Linked DNA regions of Mus musculus: all the other regions are linked to region 2. A link is a contact called in public promoter capture Hi-C data. All regions are on one chromosome and are shown on one strand. The core of a region is the stretch at or near the end of the contact, and the rest is flanking DNA. Distances in the headings are between cores, read along the strand shown. Region 1 holds the start of Eif3d (eukaryotic translation initiation factor 3, subunit D). Region 2 holds the start of Eif3l (eukaryotic translation initiation factor 3, subunit L). Region 3 holds the start of Tab1 (TGF-beta activated kinase 1/MAP3K7 binding protein 1). Region 4 holds the start of Mief1 (mitochondrial elongation factor 1). Region 5 holds the start of Rpl3 (ribosomal protein L3). Region 6 holds the start of Atf4 (activating transcription factor 4).

Region 1 (2,794 bases), core at 179-2,678, 1.1 Mb before region 2:
ATACGCAGGAGCACCAGGACACTGTTCTGACCGCTTACAGCACACGCGCTCACTAAACCCTTCGGACAATCCCGTGGGGCCAGTCCCATTTTCTGGGTAAGAAAATTTGAACACAGGCAGTGTAGCTTTGGCCCCGCAGTATATAGTATATACCACAGCTCATTTTAGGAAAGTAAAAGCTAATAGCTGTATAATCCAGGGGCTTGCTGGACACTTCCCATCAAAAACCAAAGCAAACAACAAAAGGAAAAAAAAAAAACCCATGCATTGACCACACACAAGAAACCTGAAATTGTCCACCATTAGAGCTCAGTAGCCTCTCCTCCTCCTCTGACACACGGAAGCTGGTGATACTTAGGTGACACGGACAAGAGTAAACCCAGGAGCTTCACCCTCCAAATATGAACGTATGCTAAGTTGTAGGAAGAACACGGGGTTGTGGGAGAGAGGGTGAGGTGGTGGTGGTGGGGTGTGGTGGCCTTCAAACAGCTGACATGAAGTAAGAGGCCCCAGGATGTTGGGGTGCTGTGCTGGACGCTTTACCACCGACTGCTACCACACACCCCATCTTTGAGACACAAAGCTAGCTCTGCTAACTTAAGGAGTCCATCTGCCCATCCCTTCAAAAAGTTTCCAAGGCTGTCTACTTAGGCCCGACCTCCTTCTGGTTATACTGTGGGTAGCTGGCAGCCTGACCACCTGGGGCTTTAAGCCATACCCAACAGGCTGCCCCCAAAGCAACTGTAAACTTGAGTTGTCACAAGTTCAAGATGGCTCAAGGCCTGATGTGCATCATCATCTATCTCCCTGGATGGACAGGGTTTGGTCCTTCGGCTACTGCACACGTGAATCAGAAAGAAAGCAGTAGGGGAAAAGTAAAACGGCGCGACAGCTGTATTGGCCACAATACAGTGTGGGTCACTGGGGACACTACAGGTGGGGGCCATTAACTCCTGGGCTCCGTTTCCGATCAGAGCTGGAACCTACTCTCAGCCCCCCATTTCGGAGCACAGAAACAATCTGTTCGAACCCCTAGAGGAGGCTACGTCGCCCCACAACCCACCCCACGGCGCTGAGCAGAGCGCCGAGCGAGGGATCCACACACAAGGTCCGGTGTCCTGCATTCTGAGTCGTGCCTGGGACCACCGGGGGCCAATTCCCGCCCCGCCCAGCGGAGGGGCACAGGCGACAGGACGTAAAGGAAGGCTCTTCCGGGAGCTCCCGAAGCCACGTCTAGCCCAGGCTGGCTCGCGAGGTCCGCAGGGTCCCACGAAACAAGCCGCTCACCTGCAAAAGCCTTCACGGGCCCGGATGGCGACAGATGGCCCGGGGAAAAAACTGCGATTGCCGGGATACTCCGAGGAGTCAAGGCAGGAGGGAAGATGCGCGCGCAGGGGCCGGTGCCGTAAACGGCGACCAGCGCTGTCGTAAATGGCCCTACCACTTCCTTCTTAGTCAGCGGAAAAATGTCAAGCCGTAAAGTGAGACACAACCGGAAGTGTGTCACAGCTCTCGGCTTTAAAAAAAAAAAAAAAAAAAATCCTCGTTCGCCCCTGAGGTGCCAGACACAAGTGAGGGGATTACGTCAGTGGCGTCTGGGGACGCCCGGAGAGGTTCAGAACTGAATCGTGGTCACGCTCGGGGCCAGAGAAGCCGGGGCGGGGAGTCGGAGCTGTCCCCGCGGTGTCCCATAATGCTTCGCGCCAGGCTCGCCTCCTCTGCCTCCCACAATGCCCCGCCGCGCTCGCTGGCCCCAGCGTGGTCGTCGGTCTGGCTGATCGTTATCTGGAGAGTGGCCCGGCGCGTTTCGTGTGCTTGTCACTTGTGGCCCCAACGCAGGGTGGCAAATGACCTGCCTAGTCCGGGTTGCTAGAGCTTCGGGGTGCCCGCTAGGACTCAAACCTTTGTCCCACAGGTCACAAGCGTCTTTCAACGGAGATTTCTGGTCGCTATTTTTTAAAGCAGATTTAGAGTGCCTCGCTCTAAATCGATATTCAGATCGGGGCTATCCAAGCTACGTCTTAATTGATCATCACAGTTCACAGGGTGCGGGTCAGTGTGACCTCTTGGCGTCTTCCACCCCCTGCAGCCGTCTGGAAAGAGACTCGGGATGGGCGTTTTTTAAAAAGCTGGTCCCTTCTGCCTGCTGTTTATGTTTCCTTGATAGTTTCTCAGCAGATCTCCTTGATTAGAAAATACATCTTTAAAAAAAGAAAAAAAAAAAACATCTTAGATACATGTGGTGTCCAGGGTCAGCCAAGTGTAGTTTTATGGCCTTCATATCTGACATCTCTCTCCCCTCCTCCCTTAATGAAACTGGAAATGCTAGATAATAAATTGTAAAATAAATGGTTGTCAAAGGACATTTCCACATTCGGGTCCTTACCGTGGATACCACTGGGATGAATTTGATCAGGTGATTTGGCCTCTACCTGTGTTGGAAATGGTAATGTTGGTGGGATTACCCATTTCACTAATTTACCAATGAGCTTGCCTTCCCGTTTCCCCAATTTGTGTTCTCAGGATTTGGTGGGTCCTGCTGGGTCCTCGTCATTAACTTAAATTTCCCACCACATTGGGACTAGCCTGTCTGTGTTGTAACTTCAGCCGTACCTGAGTGCTGTCTGCCCTCATAGTACCATCTCCCTCATTGTTCGAACCATTCATACTCCCAGTGGGTTGCTCCTCAGGATGCTCAAAGCTCTTCCCACACTTCCGAGGGAAGATGTGGCCTGACATCTCCCTGCCCTTCTGAACAACCTCTGCTCTGGCCACCACGACCCTGCTCTCATTC
Region 2 (3,089 bases), core at 459-2,958:
TTTTTTTTTTTTTTTTTTAAAGATTTATTTATTTATTTATTTATTATATGTAAGTACACTGTAGCTGTCCTCAGACACTCCAGAAGAGGGAGTCAGATCTCGTTACGGATGGTTGTGAGCCACCATGTGGTTGCTGGGATTTGAACTCCTGACCTTCGGAAGAGCAGTCGGGTGCTCTTACCCACTGAGCCATCTCACCAGCCCACCCATGTACTTTCTATGACTAGTTTGAGACACTCATTGCTCTGTTCTCAGGTGCATCTTACATTGTTCTGAGTACATCTATCCCCTAATGCTAGTGCTTAACCTATGGCAAAACATCTTGGGGTGTGGGTGTGGGGTGAGGGGTATGGGTGTGGTAGTACACACCTCTGATCCCAACACTCAGGAGGCAGAGGCAGGTGGATCTCTGAGTTTGAGGTCATCCTGGTCTACATAATAGACCCTAGGACACCCAGAATTACATAATAGAAAGATCCTGTCTAAAACCAAATGAGCAGGGAGGTAGCTATGCAAGCCTTTAATCCCAGTAAGCAGGGGGCAGAGGCAGGTGGATCTCTTGAGTTCAAGGGCAGTCTGGTCTACAGACTGAGTTCCAGGACAGCCAGGGGTACAGCTGGCTGATTTTTGAAAAATCAGCTGTAACTCCAGAGGATTGATGCCCTGTGTGCATAATTCACTCATACAGAGGAATAAATAATCTTAAAAGTAAGGTCTTTATTAAACCCTAATTCTTTCTTGCTTAAATAAACCAAAGCAACCAGACAGGCAAACAAAAGGAACGACTTTAAGGAGTCTAGGGCTTAAGGAGCCAGGGGGGAGAATGGCAGTTCTAAATAGGACGCTTTGAGTAGAGGGCGTTGATTAGCAACACTCGTCCAGCAAACTCCTGTCTTCAACAGAGAGCCAGGCAGTGATACCGGGGTCATTTGTACTAAAGTCTGGTCAGAGGTAAGCATGAGTGCCGAAGCCCAGAGTTGTGTACCTGGCTGTAATAAGCAGAGATTGTTGTGACCCGGAGACAAGGATGCAGGTGCCCAAAAGGTAAGGCAAATCAGCTGTTCAGGGATTGGTTCTCGCCTTCCACCATGTGGGTCTCCCACATCGAACTCAGGTCGTTAGGCTTGGTGTCAAGGGCCTTCACCAGTTTGGTCATCCTGAGTGTTCTCAGGTTGATTTTTTTTTTTTTTTTTTTTTTTTTTTTGGTGGTGGTGGTGTGGGGGAGAAATTTCTCGCTGCAGGCAAAACCGTTTACACCTAAATCTAAGGTCAGGAACGCTACATCTTAGCAGGTCACTTGTCATCGTCTCTGTACCGTTTTCTTCTGATTTCTCTTTATTTTTGTTGTTGTTGTTTTGGAGACCCCGCTTTATAATCAGATTGGCCTGGAAATAACTAACTTTGGTTATCCTCGAATTTGTTGCAGTCTCCTGCCTCCGCCATCCTTGAGATGGCAGATGTGAGTCAACAGGGTCTAGGCATTCTTCCCCTTTATCGCTTGCCCGCCCCTACTTCTGCGTGCACACCATACTCCACAATAATGTCCTTTGAAAAGCCCGTTTTGCAGGGAGGAAGGAACTCTGATAGTTTAGGAACTCCGTCCTTCCAATCAGAGCTACTTCGCTTCCCCGGCGACCCCGGAAAGGCTTTCGGGCAGGTTGGGCTGGGCGGGACTTCCGGTCCGGCCAAGCAGGCGCGGAGTTCTTCTTCCGCTCTCTCCCACGGGCTTCTGGAGCGCCGTAGCCATGTCTTACCCCGCTGATGACTACGAGTCTGAGGTAATGAAGCGGTGAGCGCGTGGCGGGGTCCGCGGTGGGCACCCGGTTCGGTGGGATCTGTCCCCGAGGTGAGGCGGCGTCCAGATCGGGCCGGAACAAGCGGACCTCGATCATTCCGGCCCTCCCGGCCCCGGGTCTCCTCCCCGGGTCCCTCCTCTGCCGGCCGTATGTCCCCGCGTGTAGTCGCAGTCAGTCGGAGGCGGGCTGAAGGGTGTTTAATGCTGAGTTCTTGGCTCTCATGGCGTCTGCTTCAGACGGGGCTATTACTGTGTTTTTCTTGTCTTGTTGCACCTGTAAGCGTGTTTTGTGCTTGCCCGGGGTCCCTTTTCTCTCACACATGTGAAGCCCTCCGAGGTAGCGACTGTCAGTCTTATCTGAGTAGTATGTTTTGCCTCCTGCTTGACATGGAGGCCCGAGGACGAGCATTTTTGGAGTCCCCATTTGGCGTGTCTCCCTAACTTTGTCTCTTTCCTTGCAGGCTGCTTATGATCCCTACGCCTACCCGGGCGACTATGATATGCACACAGGTGAGGCTCTCAGTTTGCCCGGCTGTCTCTTGCCTTCCAAGGATTGGCACTTTTTTCTTTGACCATCTCAGCGTTGACTCCCAACAGGGACCTGTTAAAAACTGCGTCCTAATGGAGTGGTGGAGTCGGCCATTAGGTCTGATTGGTAGGGTTGTGAAGAGTCTAATTAAACCAGGCCTTTTTTGTGGTCTACCTGCCCACGTCAGAAGAGGACCATCACTGACCCGGCTAGGTTTTTCTTACTTGGGGCAGATTTTATTTGTTATACTGGGGTGGAACCCAGAGCCCCATGCTTGTGGACGGTCTCTGAACCACACCCACAGCCCTCCTCCCTGAGCTGTCTGGCCAAGGTCAAAAAGCTTTGTGGCTTTGTTGTTTGGGTGCCGGAGATGAGATTAAACCACACACTCCAGCCCCAAAGAAGGAAATCTTGGTGTGAAAATCTTCCTTGATTCAAACCAAGTCTAAGTGAAATACTTTGGGGAGGCTTTTGAAGTTTACCGAAATGTTCTAGTCACTTTGAGATTAAGTAAGTACCAAGTGGCTTGCGATGCTCACAGCATGTATTTTATTGGCCCTTACAGTAGAGTAGTTTTACAAAGTAAGCATGTTAATGTGTCTTTAAAGGTGAAAGAAAATAGCGTACTATGCATCATTTGGTTAGAAAGTGAGTTTCCTTTCCTGTTTTTTAAAGATGGGGGTCTCGTTATGTAGCTCTGGCTATCCCGGAACTCACTATATAGAGCATGCTAGCCTCACAGATTCAGCTGTCTGAGGGTTGGGA
Region 3 (3,024 bases), core at 125-2,624, 1.1 Mb after region 2:
CGTGGAACTCACACCTTTCTCTTGCTCCATAAACCTACCTGAGCCTGCAAAAAAAAATCTGCAGGGATCTTTGACACACTTCTTCCCATCAGCACTGTCTTTTTATTGTTGTTGTTTTCTCGAGACAGGGTTTCTCTGTGTTGCCCTGGCTGTCCTGGAATTCACTCTGTAGACCAGGCTAGCCCCGAACTCAGAAATTCGCCTGCCTCTGACTCCTAAGTGCTGGGATTAAAGGCATGTGCCACCACACTGGCCCATCAGCACTGTCTTAGGCCATTTCCTGTTGCTTTAATAAAATGCTTGATACTGGGGGGCTGGAGAGATGGCTCATCGGCTAAGAGCACTGACTGCTCTTCCAGAAGTCCCGAGTTCAAATCCCAACAGCCACATGGTGCCTCACAACCGTTTCTAATGGGACCTATGGGATCTGGTGTGTGAAGACAGTTATAGTGTACTCATACATAAATACACAAATCTTTTAAAAAAATTGATACTGGATTATTTATTCATTTAATGAAACAGGGTGTCATATAGTAGTCCATGCTGGTATCAAACTTCTGGTCCTCCTGTCTCTTCTTGTTGTTGTTTTTGTTTTTTTTTTTCAAGACAGGGTTTCTCTGTATAGCCCTGGCTGTCCTGGAACTCACTCTGTAGACCAGAAATCCGCCTGCCTCTGCCTCCCAAGTGCTGGGATTAAAGGCGTGTGTCACCACGCTCGGCTCCTCCTGTCTCTTCTTAAGGGATGGGATTACAGGACTCAAATTTATAATCCCCCTGCCTCAGTCTCCTAAACTCTGGGATTACAGTTGTGACTCTCCAAATCGAGCTTCCGCACCGTGCTTCTAGAACAAACAGACTCTTCCTTTGGGCACTGGCCAGTCACGCCAAGTGGCCTGCAATTACATTGCCAGCTAACACTACACTCCCATGTTACCGTCCATAAATTTAACTTCTGAGAATTTACAACTACTCGGAATTGCAGTCTTCTCCAAATCTAACTTCAGCTAGTTTGGCATTGGGGTGGCCTCCATTATAAGATCAGGCAGTCAGTCACCCACTACTCTTGTAAACTGAATCATTCGTTCTCTCTTGCTCCCTCCTCGCTAAGCCGCTTTAAATAGGATCTCAGGATCTCCATCGGGGTGAAAAAAAAATCCGGGAGAAAGCACACCCATAAAGACCCCAGGAAACAAGAAAGTCGAAGAAAGTAGGCTGATGGGGTTGGGGGTGGGGTGGGGGCAAGAGCCGCGCTTGCTCAAGGCGCCTCTGCTGCGCCTCCTCCGCTCCGCCGGGGGCGCTGTGGATAAGCTCCGCGGCAGCCCGAGCCGCTCTAGCCCCTCATCCCGCCACTCCGAGAGCCTGGCGCGCCGCGGGGTCCTCCAAGATGGCGGCGCAGAGGAGGAGCCTGCTCCAGAGTGTGAGGAAACCGACCCGCTCTCCGGGCTGGGAGGGTTGGGAGCTCGGGTGTGTCCTCGGGTGCAGGAACTGTTGTCTTTAGATGGCAGAGCATGGCCCTCTCGCCCCAGAGGCCTTTGGGGGCTTGCAGCGCGCGAGACCCACAGCCGGCTGGCGCCGCGCCTGTTCTGCGCGTGCGCGTCGCAGGCTGGGGCCTCTAGGGGGTCAAGGGCGCCGGGGTCCTGCGGAGTGGGAGCGTCCTCGAGCCGGAAGGGGACGTGGCGCCGCCGAGCGGGCCATCCGGAGCGTGGACACGACTAATAATAAATAGCCCCCCGCTTGTGTAAGGCGTGCTGTATCTCTGGCATTGTGTGGACCGCCTCGCGTTTATAAGCTTCGCCAGCAGCACCGGAGAATAGTTAGCGACTAAAAGTTTTTACAGACGAGGAAACCGAGGTCAGGCAGCTGGTGAGCGGCAGAGGCAGAGGCAGGATTAAAATAGTCTGGTTCCAGAAACACCCCTAAGGTTTAGGCTCCTCAAGTGAGGGCGTAGGGTTTTACTTCTGCCTCCCAGTTCACCGGGTCCCGTTGAAGGTTGGCTCCAGGCACCCCGACCTGGTCATCTGGACCTCCACGGTTTGATGTAGTCTACCCGTCCCTGCATCTTTCTCACATATGTGCAGTTACACATGTATGTATGTTAGCTCAGAGTACTGTTTGGATCTGCCAGGACAGGGCGGGGATCCCTTGGCCTTCCTTACCGTGGCACTCTGTAGGAGTTGCCTCTGGATGTCTGCTTCCTTGAAGACCAGCGCCTCTTAGCATGTTGACTTCACCACCCTACCACCCTTGCATGCTAGGTGCTTGGTCAGTGTCTGTCACAGAATGAGGAAATTGGTCAGGAACTAGGTCTTGGCTTTTCAAGGGTGGGGGGAAGTAGCTTGCCTGGCCTAGAGGATCTGAAGCCAGAGGGAGACGTGGGGGAAGAGAGAGATGGCTTTCCCTTCACTATTGTGTGCCTGCTCGGGCCTTTTGTAAAACCCTGGGAGTAAAGAGGTCTGGCTCTCTGTTTTGTAAGGTCCCAGAGGGCAAGGCCCTTGTATAAATGTCCCCATTGTAGAAAGCGTCTGGGGAACACTGATATGATTGTGACCTTGAGAGAAAGAGGGGCTGGGAAAAAAATAGTGACTGATGCCGACTGAGTTGGCTTGCTAACAAGAGAAAGGTCGACTGGGTCAAGTATCTTCTGTCTCTTCCTTGTGATGGGACCCAAAGAACACCAGTTAGGGCAGAGTGTAGGCTTTTCCCAGCACACAGAGAATGTGTTCTCTGTGTATGCTGGCGGACTTTAAAAAGGGGGAGGGAGGGCCGGCTTTAACCCGTAGTGTCTTGATGCTAGGGAAGGAACAGGAAAAGATAACTGTGTAAGGCCCCTTCCATCCTCAGGATGAAAGGACATACCTACTGAGAGGAATCCCGGTGTCCCAGCCGGGCAGGGTGCAGGGCTTGCTGACCTGTCCTTCGTCCTGTGTCTGGTGAGAGCAGCTCCAATATCTGTGTTCTGCAAATGACCTTGAAAGCTGCTAGTCTGGGCCTCTTGGGAAGATGAAAGGGCAGCAGGGGAAGAGG
Region 4 (2,738 bases), core at 93-2,592, 1.2 Mb after region 2:
AAAGGCCCTTGTGGGTGGGACCATCTCAGGGCTGGTAGTCTTGGTTCTATAAGAAAGCGGGCTGAGCAAGCCAGGGGAGGCAAGCTAGTACAGAACATCCCTCCATGGCCTCTGCATCAGCTCCTGCTCCCTGACCTGCTTGAGTTCCAGTCCTGACTTCCTTGGTGATGAACAGCAGTATGGAAGTGTAAGCCAAATAAACCCTTTCCTCCCCAACTTGCTTCTTGGTCATGATGTTTGTGCAGGAATAGAAACCCTGACTAAGACACAGTCCATCCATTCACCAGTGAAATGCCTACTGTACCTGAACCTGTGCCCTGGGTAAATGAATGTTCCCCTTGAGCTGCAATTCCTATAAGGTCCTGTTTCCTTATGATGTGAGTTGATAGTTATGTCCAGTCCTGTACCCAGTCCAGAGGATCCCAGATTGCCCATGCTCTGTGAAACCTGGCTGAACCCTGAGGTTTGCATCAGTGTCTCGGCTGGCTGGTCTCTGGTCTCCAAAACACCACAGATATGTGGGGGCTGGAAGACACTTTAATGTTTAGCCCCCATTATACTGGGAGCATGGGGCAGGAGTGGGGTGAGTGTGGGAAGGTTAGTGAATCTGGAAAAGGTAATCCTGACATCCGAGACTCTGTGTGTGAGTGGGTAATCCTAAGGTCTCCCCCAGAGGGTCTCCTTGTCCTTTACGAGTGGAAAACTCGTCTACTTAGGAGACTGTCCCGAGGGATAGGTTACCCGGTCTTCTAGCTGGAAATTTCACAAACTAGATTTATTTGGGTCACAAACTTCTTTCTTTAAAAAGCAAAGTAGGGCGGCCTAAAAGAATGGAAAGCCACACACTTTGGAGGAATACTGAGCTTGGACCCACTGTGAGCCTCTGCAGGGCTCAGCTTTCAGTGCAAATGACCCTGCCTCCCTCGGCCTCGATTTTCCCAAGTGTAACACTGGAATGCTGAAGTCTACCAAACAGAGAGGTTGGGTTGGACAAAATGCAGTGTGTCAAGTAATCAATTCAGTGTGGTCAGAGCCTCTCGCAGGCCAGACGTAGGCAGCAGGTGGAGGGCGACGACTTGCGGCTCCTCCCTTAAGCCACACCCAGCCAGCACTGAGTTTACACAGAGACTGCACAGTAACGCTTTCGGAGGAGGGGCCGTGGAGCTAGGTAACGTCACCTAGGAGGCGGGGCTGCGTCTGTGGGCGGGGCCCCACGACGGGCAGCGCTGGACTAAGTTCCGGGCTCCGCCTCCGGAGGGAGGCTACGGAGGGGCCGACCGGAAGTGCTTCCGCCTCCGCCCGCCTCCGCGCTCCCTGTCGCGTCTCCGTCGGCCCCGCGAGCGAGGTCGTGCCCCGGAAGTAGAGGGGCCATGTTGATGGGTGACCCGGAGAGAGGTACTGGGCGAGTGGCGAGTCCTGAGGAAAGGTAGCGCGTGGTCCGCGGGTGAGTGAGGGAGCGAATGAGGGCGGCCGGGGATCGCCCGTTTGAGCTCGGGCCAGTTTGGGGGCTACCGGCTCCCACCGGGGCCTCCAAGCTTCGCCCCGCCCCGCCTCAAGACCCGGTTGCCTCAAGCCACAGAGCCAGCCTGGCCCCGGGGTCTGCGTTCCCGTCCTCTGGGCGTTGTACCCCGATCGGAGCCCGTAGTCAGTCACTCAGCGACCTCGTTCCAGCCCCTGCGTGACGTTCTCCTTCCAGCCCTCCGTTGTTTTTCTGCATCTTTTGCATCCCGGAAGACCCTCAGGGCCAAAGGGGAGCTGTTCTGCAGTTGAGGAAAAAGGGACAGCGGTGGCTTGCCCCGGTTCGCGCTGGAAGTTAGCAAGGTCAGAGGCTACTGCTTCTGTCTTGGAGCCCAAAGTTCAGATCATTTTTTGTTTTTCATCCAGGAACTCCCTTCACCCCTGAAACACATACAGGCTCATACAACAACTGTTTCTTCCTCATAGGGTTATGGGGAGGATTCCTCCTTCCAGCCTAGTTTTGAGGTTGGTGAGCCCTGGGCCCTGTGCTGGCAAAGTTTGCTGAACGCCCTGAAGTGCACACATGTAAGACACCCCCCCCCCCCGCCCCCACCTCATTCCAGCGAGTTAGGGTCTGGATTGTTTTGGTGAGTGGGCAAATCACTTCCTTTTGGGAATGATGTCACATACTTGGCACACATCTTTCATCTCAGCTCTCAGGAGGCAGAGACAGGAGGATTTCAGAGTTTGAGGGCAGCCTGCTTTACAGAGTGAGTTCTAGGACAGCCAGAGCTCCGTAGAGAGGCCCTGCATCAGGAAACCAAATTAAACAAAAGCAAAAGAAAGCAAAAACAGAAAGAATAAAAAGAAAGAAAGAAAGAAAGAAAGAAGAGATAGAGTGATGTCTCTGTGGTTAAGAGCACTGGCTGCTTTTCAGAGGACCCAGGCTCAATTTCCAGCACTTCTGTGGTGGCTCACAACTGTATATATTATAACTCCAGTCTAAGGATATGACAGTGTTACACTCTCAAGGCAAACTGGCATGTAGACAAACATGCAGGCAAATACCCATACAGAAAAAAGTAAAAAAGTAATTAAAACAATAAGGCCAATCAGCGTGATGCTGCTTATATGGTGGTACCAGGATCCAGATATAAATCCTGGTCTTTAACTACTCTAGGCCACACTGTCTGGTAGAGTCCCATTACAGGGGCTTTTTAGGAGCAGTTCTCAAAATAACCTTGTGTAGTAAGTACTCTCATGATGTCTTTGTTATCTCT
Region 5 (3,077 bases), core at 149-2,648, 1.0 Mb after region 2:
CTATCACCACTGAAGTAGCAAAATGCCATGTGCTATCTAGACTGTCTCAAAGAGGAGCTTTATCACTAGTCTGGTTTCATGTCCAGAATACACTTGTTAAATGTGTCTACCTTTTCAGAGTACCTAGGGTTGATAACAGGCACTGGCATGGAAACAACCAACTACCCCAACAGGACTCTGCACAGGAATCTGTGTTAAATTTCGCTAGGCCAAAACACTTCTAGGCTCCCTTAGTGTGGGCACTACCACACTAAGTCAGGCTTTGTTCTAGACTTACCACAAAGCACCCCAGGATGAAGCTATTGTGCTCCTTTGGGAATTTACTGTAACTACAGGCAAAATTACACACAGCCCAAGTTGGACAAGGAAGTACTGTACATACTAGATCCTGGCCTGTCAACTTCCCGGACGATGTGGGTCATGCCAGCCTTGTAACCCAGAAAGGCTGTGAGGTGAACGGGCTTGGAAGCGTCATCCTTAGGGAAGCTCTTCACTTTCCCACGATGCCGGCTGCTGCGCTTGCGAGGCAGGAAGCCCAAGGACCCATGCCTGGGAGCTGAGAATTTCCTGTGAGACTGAGGTAAAGGGAGAGATCACAACATTGCTCTCAGTCTTCCAATCAAGCCCAAAGGAGGGTTCCACATTTAAAGGAATTGTATCAGAGGACAGACTGCAATAAGACTTCAGCTTAATGCTTTTAGTTTCCATGCCTTTCAAACACAAAACAGCTTAGTTATACTAAAACCTCGATGGGTGAACTTTCAAGAGTATCCCATGTGACTAAATGGCAACATGGCGTATCAAGATGGAGTCTAATGCAAGTCGGCCTCAAACACTCCCTCCTAAAGCCAAATCAGAACTTGACATTCAGCACAGAGTTTCTGTCCGCCCGTCAAAAGGTTCATCATTTGTGGCTTCTGAGAACTCTAGAGATGCACCTTCCACTCTTATAACATTCCAAAATGGAGACCCGACCCGATTTGCCAAATTTCTCCACTTAACCAATGCATTCCTAAAGACCTGGGCCATCCCTACCAGACTGACCACTACCCTCGAATTAAGCACAAAACAGCCCATTCCATAAGTCCCTTAGGATTACGCTGATATCAAATGGGTCGCACACAGGCCCAGGCCGGTCCCACACACATCCTCCGTAAGGCCGTTAAGGTCCCTGAATTTCCGGACGGTCGCGGCCCTCACATCGATCCCCTATTACATCCTTTCAGGATTGGCGAGCCAGGGATGGCGCCGATGGGAGGTGAATACAAGCCAGGCCCACAGGAGACCAAGTTAGAAGGCAGCATGGCCATACGTACCATCTCGCCGCCACACGCCGCAGATAGAGAGCGACCAGGAGCCAGTGCAGGCTATATAAAGCCAAGTGATGGCTCCGCCCCCTGAGCGTGCGAACGTGTTGACGCATAGGCGTCGGGTCGAAGGGCGCGCATCGAATGTCATTTTACACACATTTTTCCCGCCCACTAGGATTGACAAATAGGGTCTACGGAGAATGATTGGGTTCAAGCTTAGCGAAACGCCTCGTCGACGCTGAGGTTTAGAATGTAAAGAACTACGGCGTTCTGCAGCAGCCAAATTTCATGATAATGAAGAAAAATGGAGGCATTGTGCTTCCTCTCACTTCTAGAACGGAATCACACAGGGCTAGTCCCACACAGCAACGAAAACAACGGCGTTGAAGCAGGCTTAGTGTGAGACAACTGACTGCGTTGTTCTCGTGAGCTCTTAAGATAGACTGAATGAAACTGCTCTTTTACCTAACCAGTGATTTTGATGTGATCACCAACATTGCTCTCAGTCTTCCAATCAAGCCATGCCTTTAATGCGCCATGATTTCGGGCACATCTCCCTCAAGTCCTGTCTCTGCCAATTCAGTCTCCAGATGTCATGTCCCGTTCATATTTTGTTCTTAATTTCAGATTTACAAATGTGTGAGGTTCCCCCCCCCCCGTGTGTACGAATGTGCGCCACGGGCGTGCGTGACATTTTCAGAAGTCAAACCGGGCTGGAGAGATGGCTCAGCAGTTAAGAACACCAACTGCACTTCCAGAGGTCCTGAGTTAAATTCCCAGTGACCACATGGTGGCTCATAGCCACCTGTACTGGGATTCGATGCCCTCTTCTGATGTGTCTGGAGACAGCGACAGTGTACTCATATACATAAAATAAAAATAAATCTTTAAAAAAAAATAAGGGCTTGAGAGATAGCTCAATGGTTAAGAGCACTGACTGTTCTTCCAGATATTCTGAGTTCAATTCCCAGCAACGATATTGTGGCCTATAACCATCTGTAATGGGATCAGGTGACCTCTATACTCATATATACACTAAATAAATAAATCTAAAAAAAAAAAAAAAAAAAGTCAAAATAGTGTCAGATCCCCCTGGACCGTTGTTAATGCTGTGAACTAGACCTGGGTCCCGTGGGATGACAAGTTTTCTTAACTTCTGAACCATCTCTCCAGATCAAGATTCTTAATGAATTTATTTTTCGAACAGCAACATAGGTTTATTAAAATTTAAAAAATAATTTCTGAAAGTGGAGGAGCGCCACTTAAGAATATCTTAAATAAGCTCTTTTTAATTTTATATTTATGAGTGCTTTCCTCATTTATGCACGTGCACCACATATGTGCAGTACCGGGGAGATTTGAAGAGAGTATGGAACCCTCTGGAACTGGAGTTACAGATGGTTGTTGTGCTGGGAACCAAACCTTGGTCCTCTGCAAGAGCCCTTAATTCCTAAGACGTCCCTCCAGTCCCAAAAGAAGAATTATTTTTTCTTCCTTTTTTTTTTTTTTTTTTTTTTTTTTAGACAGGGTTTTTCTGTGAAGCCTTGGCTGTCCTGGAACTCACTCTGTAGACCAGGCTCCAGGCTGCCCTCGAACTCAGAGATCTGCCTGCCTCTGCGTCCCAAGTGCTGGGATTAAAGGCGTGCGCCACCACCGTCCTGGCTTTCTTTTCTTTTCTTTTCTTTTTTTTTAAGATTTATTTCTTTTTTATTTAGGTGTGAACACTGTCACTGTCTTCAGACACACCAGAACAGGGCATTGGATTTC
Region 6 (3,037 bases), core at 509-3,008, 1.2 Mb after region 2:
GACGGGGGAAAAGAAGCCACCAGACATTCTCCTGGGATCTCTAGTGTCAATAATTTTAAACTTCTGTATGGCCAACCTGTATGGTCAGGAGCCTTGTTAGAGCTGAGAAAAAATTTCCATGACTGGTTAAGCAAGCTTTGGCCAGCCAAACAGCCCCTCACTGGCTGTTTGGAGACTCTTATGGGAAAGCATTAGGGTTGATAGAAAACAGCTGTTGGGATAATTGGTTGTTAGCACCCTAACAGAAGAGTGGGGGGACTCCAGGCTGCCTGCAGGGTAGATACATGTGATAGAAAACAGCTGCTAGGATAATTGGCTGTTAGAAAGGAGGCCAGAAAAAGAAGTGCAAGCTTACACCACGTGGAAGGTTTCTGGGGAGGCACGTTTTTGTATAGCAAAAGGCAGTCATGTATCACAGGTTCAGGAGTTTAGCAAAGCAAGGGGTGGGCATACATCATAGAGTTAGGAACTCAGCATAGGTTAAAAACCATGGTTTGCAGGGTACATTATGCTTAGGGGACAGAAACTTGTAAGGGATGTCCACTTAATGTAGCAGTGTGGCTGCTGTTTTGGTTTCCAGAGCAAAGAGAGGACATAGTTACCCTTTTGTTGCTTTTGCATGGAAAGACTAGGTAACTTCTGTATGTGTGCACATGCACTTGTGACTTCTTTGGGTATAAAAACATCTCATTATGTAGGCCTCGTGTTTTATGGTTGGTTCCGTCTCAGTAAACAATAATAAAGGCTCCTCTGAGGAAGGAGGATGGAGTTAGGGATATAGGGACTGGAGAGTTAGGTTCGAATTAATAAATAGCAATCAATCATATAATCAAGGACGACCTTGAACTATGGTACCCGAGCGCTAGGGTTGGGTTGTACAAGGCTTGCAAATAATCACTGAGCAGTAAGTGGCAGGCACTGTGCCAGTTGAGTGGTATTTGTGTGAGTCACTTAAACAGAAGTGGAAACTCTTTTTAAGATTTCCAGGCTGGAGTTGGAAAGAGCCTCTCAGCACTCTCAAAACAGCATCCTTTATGGTGAGGCCTTGACCAGTACCTGGGGCTCCCGATCACTTAGGCGGCAGGCTCACTCATCAGGATGACTTCTTGGGAAGGTGATACCTGGAAGTTAAGGCTTGAGAGCCAACTGAATAAACCTGATCTTAAGGGAACTGACCCTATACAAACCGGCAGTGAGGGCCTCTATGATGGGAGGATGGGCATAGGAGGTTAGACCTGAGGTTAGGCATGTTTCCCCGGTTCAGGGGAAATCGCTGAACTGGAGGAACCGGAATATCTCCCAAGAAGACCCCAACACGAACGCCCTGCCTCCAAGTGCCGTCCCTGTCCCAGGACTGACAGGAAGCTGAAGGTTTGGACCAGCTAACTCAGAAGGGTCTCTCCACATGCCTGAAGCCTGCCCACTCGGTTCTGGAAACAACAAATACATGAAAAGATGGCTTCCAGCCCAAAGGTCACGCCTGGAAGCTGTTTGCTCGGTGCGGAGCGATGCCGGAGAGAGCAAATACACATGGATCACATCTGACAAGAGATGGCAGGTGTGACAGTCTGGCGCCCGGAACCTCTGGTGGCTCCTCCCTTTCCACGCAGACCCCTGATCCTAGAGCGCCCAGGTGCAGAGCCAATAGGAACTTGAGGTTTAGGTGACTCGCCACGCCTGGGCCAATCAGCTCGACGCGCGCTCCGACGGCGTCTCGCGTGATAACCTGGCAGCTTCGGCTTTGACCGTCAGAGCTTTGGCTAGGTGTCCCACCCCGCCTTGTAAGACACCGGAAATTCGTCAACGAGCGATCCCTCCGCGCTCCGGAACCAGACCGCGGCTGGTCGTCAACCTATAAAGTAGTGCACTTTTCTCTCATGGGGCCTTTAGGACGATCTCTAACGCCACAGTTACCCCCCGAGCACAGCGGAGAAGGGTTGGGGCGGGCGAGGGCGTCAGTGAGAGGCGGTTTGGTGGCGCTGCGGTAGGATCACGTGACCACAGTGGGAGGATACGCGGTGTGCTGCGTCCCTGGCCGAGGCTATAAAGGGCGGGTTTAGGGCGTGCCGCCGCCATTTCTGCTTGCTGTCTGCCGGTTTAAGTTGTGTGCTCGGGTGTCCCTTTCCTCTTCCCCTCCCGCAGGGCTTGCGGCCACCATGGCGTATTAGAGGCAGCAGTGCCTGCGGCAGCGTTGGCCTTTGCAGCGGCGGCAGCAGCACCAGGCTCTGCAGCGGCAACCCCCACCGGCCTAAGCCATGGCGTGAGTATGGGGCCGGCCGCGGAGGGCGGGGGCCTCGCTGTGGTTGGGTGCGGCCCGGGCGCGGTGGCCGGCACACGCGGTTTTACAAGCGGCCGGACGCGTCGGCCTTGTTTGCGTTGCCTGCGACGCCGGCGCTCCCGGGCAGAGCTGGGCGGAGGAGTGTCTAAAGCGCTACTGCTGCCCCTTCGTCCTGTCTTAGCTTAATCATCTCGGGCTCACCGGGGTCCCCGTGTCATCCTGCGAACGTGGCGATGCCCAAGATGGCGGTGGGGCGGGGGTGTGAGTCACGGGGGCGGGGCGCGGCGGCCTTGGCCGTATTAGGACGCGAGGACAAGCTGCTTCCTCTGGGTGGCCGGTGAAGCAAAGCTAAGCCTCCATCTTGTGCAACCCGAGCTGGCGGCCGGGGAGGCTTACACAATGGCCTTGGGCCCGCGTGCTCTCCCTGTAGACGCTTCTGGGATTTGGCCATCCGGCATCTTAGATAGAAAGATGACTGGACTTGCTTTTGGGTCCCCATCCAGGCTCTTCACGAAATCCAGCAGCAGTGTTGCTGTAACGGACAAAGATACCTTCGAGTTAAGCACATTCCTCGAATCCAGCAAAGCCCCACAACATGACCGAGATGAGCTTCCTGAACAGCGAAGTGTTGGCGGGGGACTTGATGTCCCCCTTCGACCAGTCGGGTTTGGGGGCTGAAGAAAGCCTAGGTCTCTTAGATGACTATCTGGAGGTGGCCAAGCACTTGAAACCTCATGGGTTCTCCAGCGACAAGGCGGG

What was found. Promoter capture Hi-C pulls out the DNA fragments that hold promoters and counts their contacts.
Region 1: a contact with region 2 is called in a promoter capture Hi-C map of liver, with 3 times the contacts expected there. The contact joins the promoter of Eif3d here to the promoter of Eif3l in region 2.
Region 3: a contact with region 2 is called in a promoter capture Hi-C map of pre-B cells, with 4 times the contacts expected there. The contact joins the promoter of Tab1 here to the promoter of Eif3l in region 2. A contact is called at or near these places in 2 of 39 promoter capture datasets (liver and pre-B cells), 1 of 484 Hi-C or Micro-C datasets (B cells) and 2 of 115 datasets of contacts at active chromatin or transcription factors (fetal liver and stem cell-derived neural progenitor cells).
Region 4: a contact with region 2 is called in a promoter capture Hi-C map of pre-B cells, with 3 times the contacts expected there. The contact joins the promoter of Mief1 here to the promoter of Eif3l in region 2. A contact is called at or near these places in 3 of 39 promoter capture datasets (liver and pre-B cells).
Region 5: a promoter capture Hi-C map of liver shows a contact between it and region 2, with 2.8 times the contacts expected there. The contact joins the promoter of Rpl3 here to the promoter of Eif3l in region 2. A contact is called at or near these places in 9 of 39 promoter capture datasets (the 3T3-L1 cell line, the C10 cell line, the HPC-7 cell line and 5 more) and 1 of 484 Hi-C or Micro-C datasets (B cells).
Region 6: a contact with region 2 is called in a promoter capture Hi-C map of liver, with 2.9 times the contacts expected there. The contact joins the promoter of Atf4 here to the promoter of Eif3l in region 2.

Annotation. Positions count from the first base shown.
Region 1 is chr15:77,969,396-77,972,189 of GRCm38.p6, forward strand. It overlaps Eif3d (eukaryotic translation initiation factor 3, subunit D), which reads right to left and starts at 1,429. Exons shown (of 15, transcript NM_018749.2): 1 at 1,288-1,429.
Region 2 is chr15:79,073,515-79,076,603 of GRCm38.p6, forward strand. Eif3l (eukaryotic translation initiation factor 3, subunit L) reads left to right here and starts at 1,709. Exons shown (of 13, transcript NM_145139.2): 1 at 1,709-1,778; 2 at 2,257-2,305. The coding sequence starts at 1,746.
Region 3 is chr15:80,131,772-80,134,795 of GRCm38.p6, forward strand. Tab1 (TGF-beta activated kinase 1/MAP3K7 binding protein 1) reads left to right here and starts at 1,375. Exons shown (of 11, transcript NM_025609.3): 1 at 1,375-1,417. The coding sequence starts at 1,385. It overlaps Gm31253 (a long non-coding RNA gene), which reads right to left. Exons shown (of 3, transcript XR_384256.4): 1 at 2,857-3,024.
Region 4 is chr15:80,232,738-80,235,475 of GRCm38.p6, forward strand. It overlaps Mief1 (mitochondrial elongation factor 1), which reads left to right and starts at 1,343. Exons shown (of 6, transcript NM_178719.5): 1 at 1,343-1,444.
Region 5 is chr15:80,082,008-80,085,084 of GRCm38.p6, forward strand. It overlaps Rpl3 (ribosomal protein L3), which reads right to left and starts at 1,399. Exons shown (of 10, transcript NM_013762.2): 1 at 1,317-1,399; 2 at 383-575. The coding sequence starts at 1,319. Snord43 (small nucleolar RNA, C/D box 43) reads right to left here and starts at 899; the gene lies at 852-899.
Region 6 is chr15:80,253,426-80,256,462 of GRCm38.p6, forward strand. It overlaps Atf4 (activating transcription factor 4), which reads left to right and starts at 1,759. Exons shown (of 3, transcript NM_009716.3): 1 at 1,759-2,260; 2 at 2,782-3,037. The coding sequence starts at 2,874.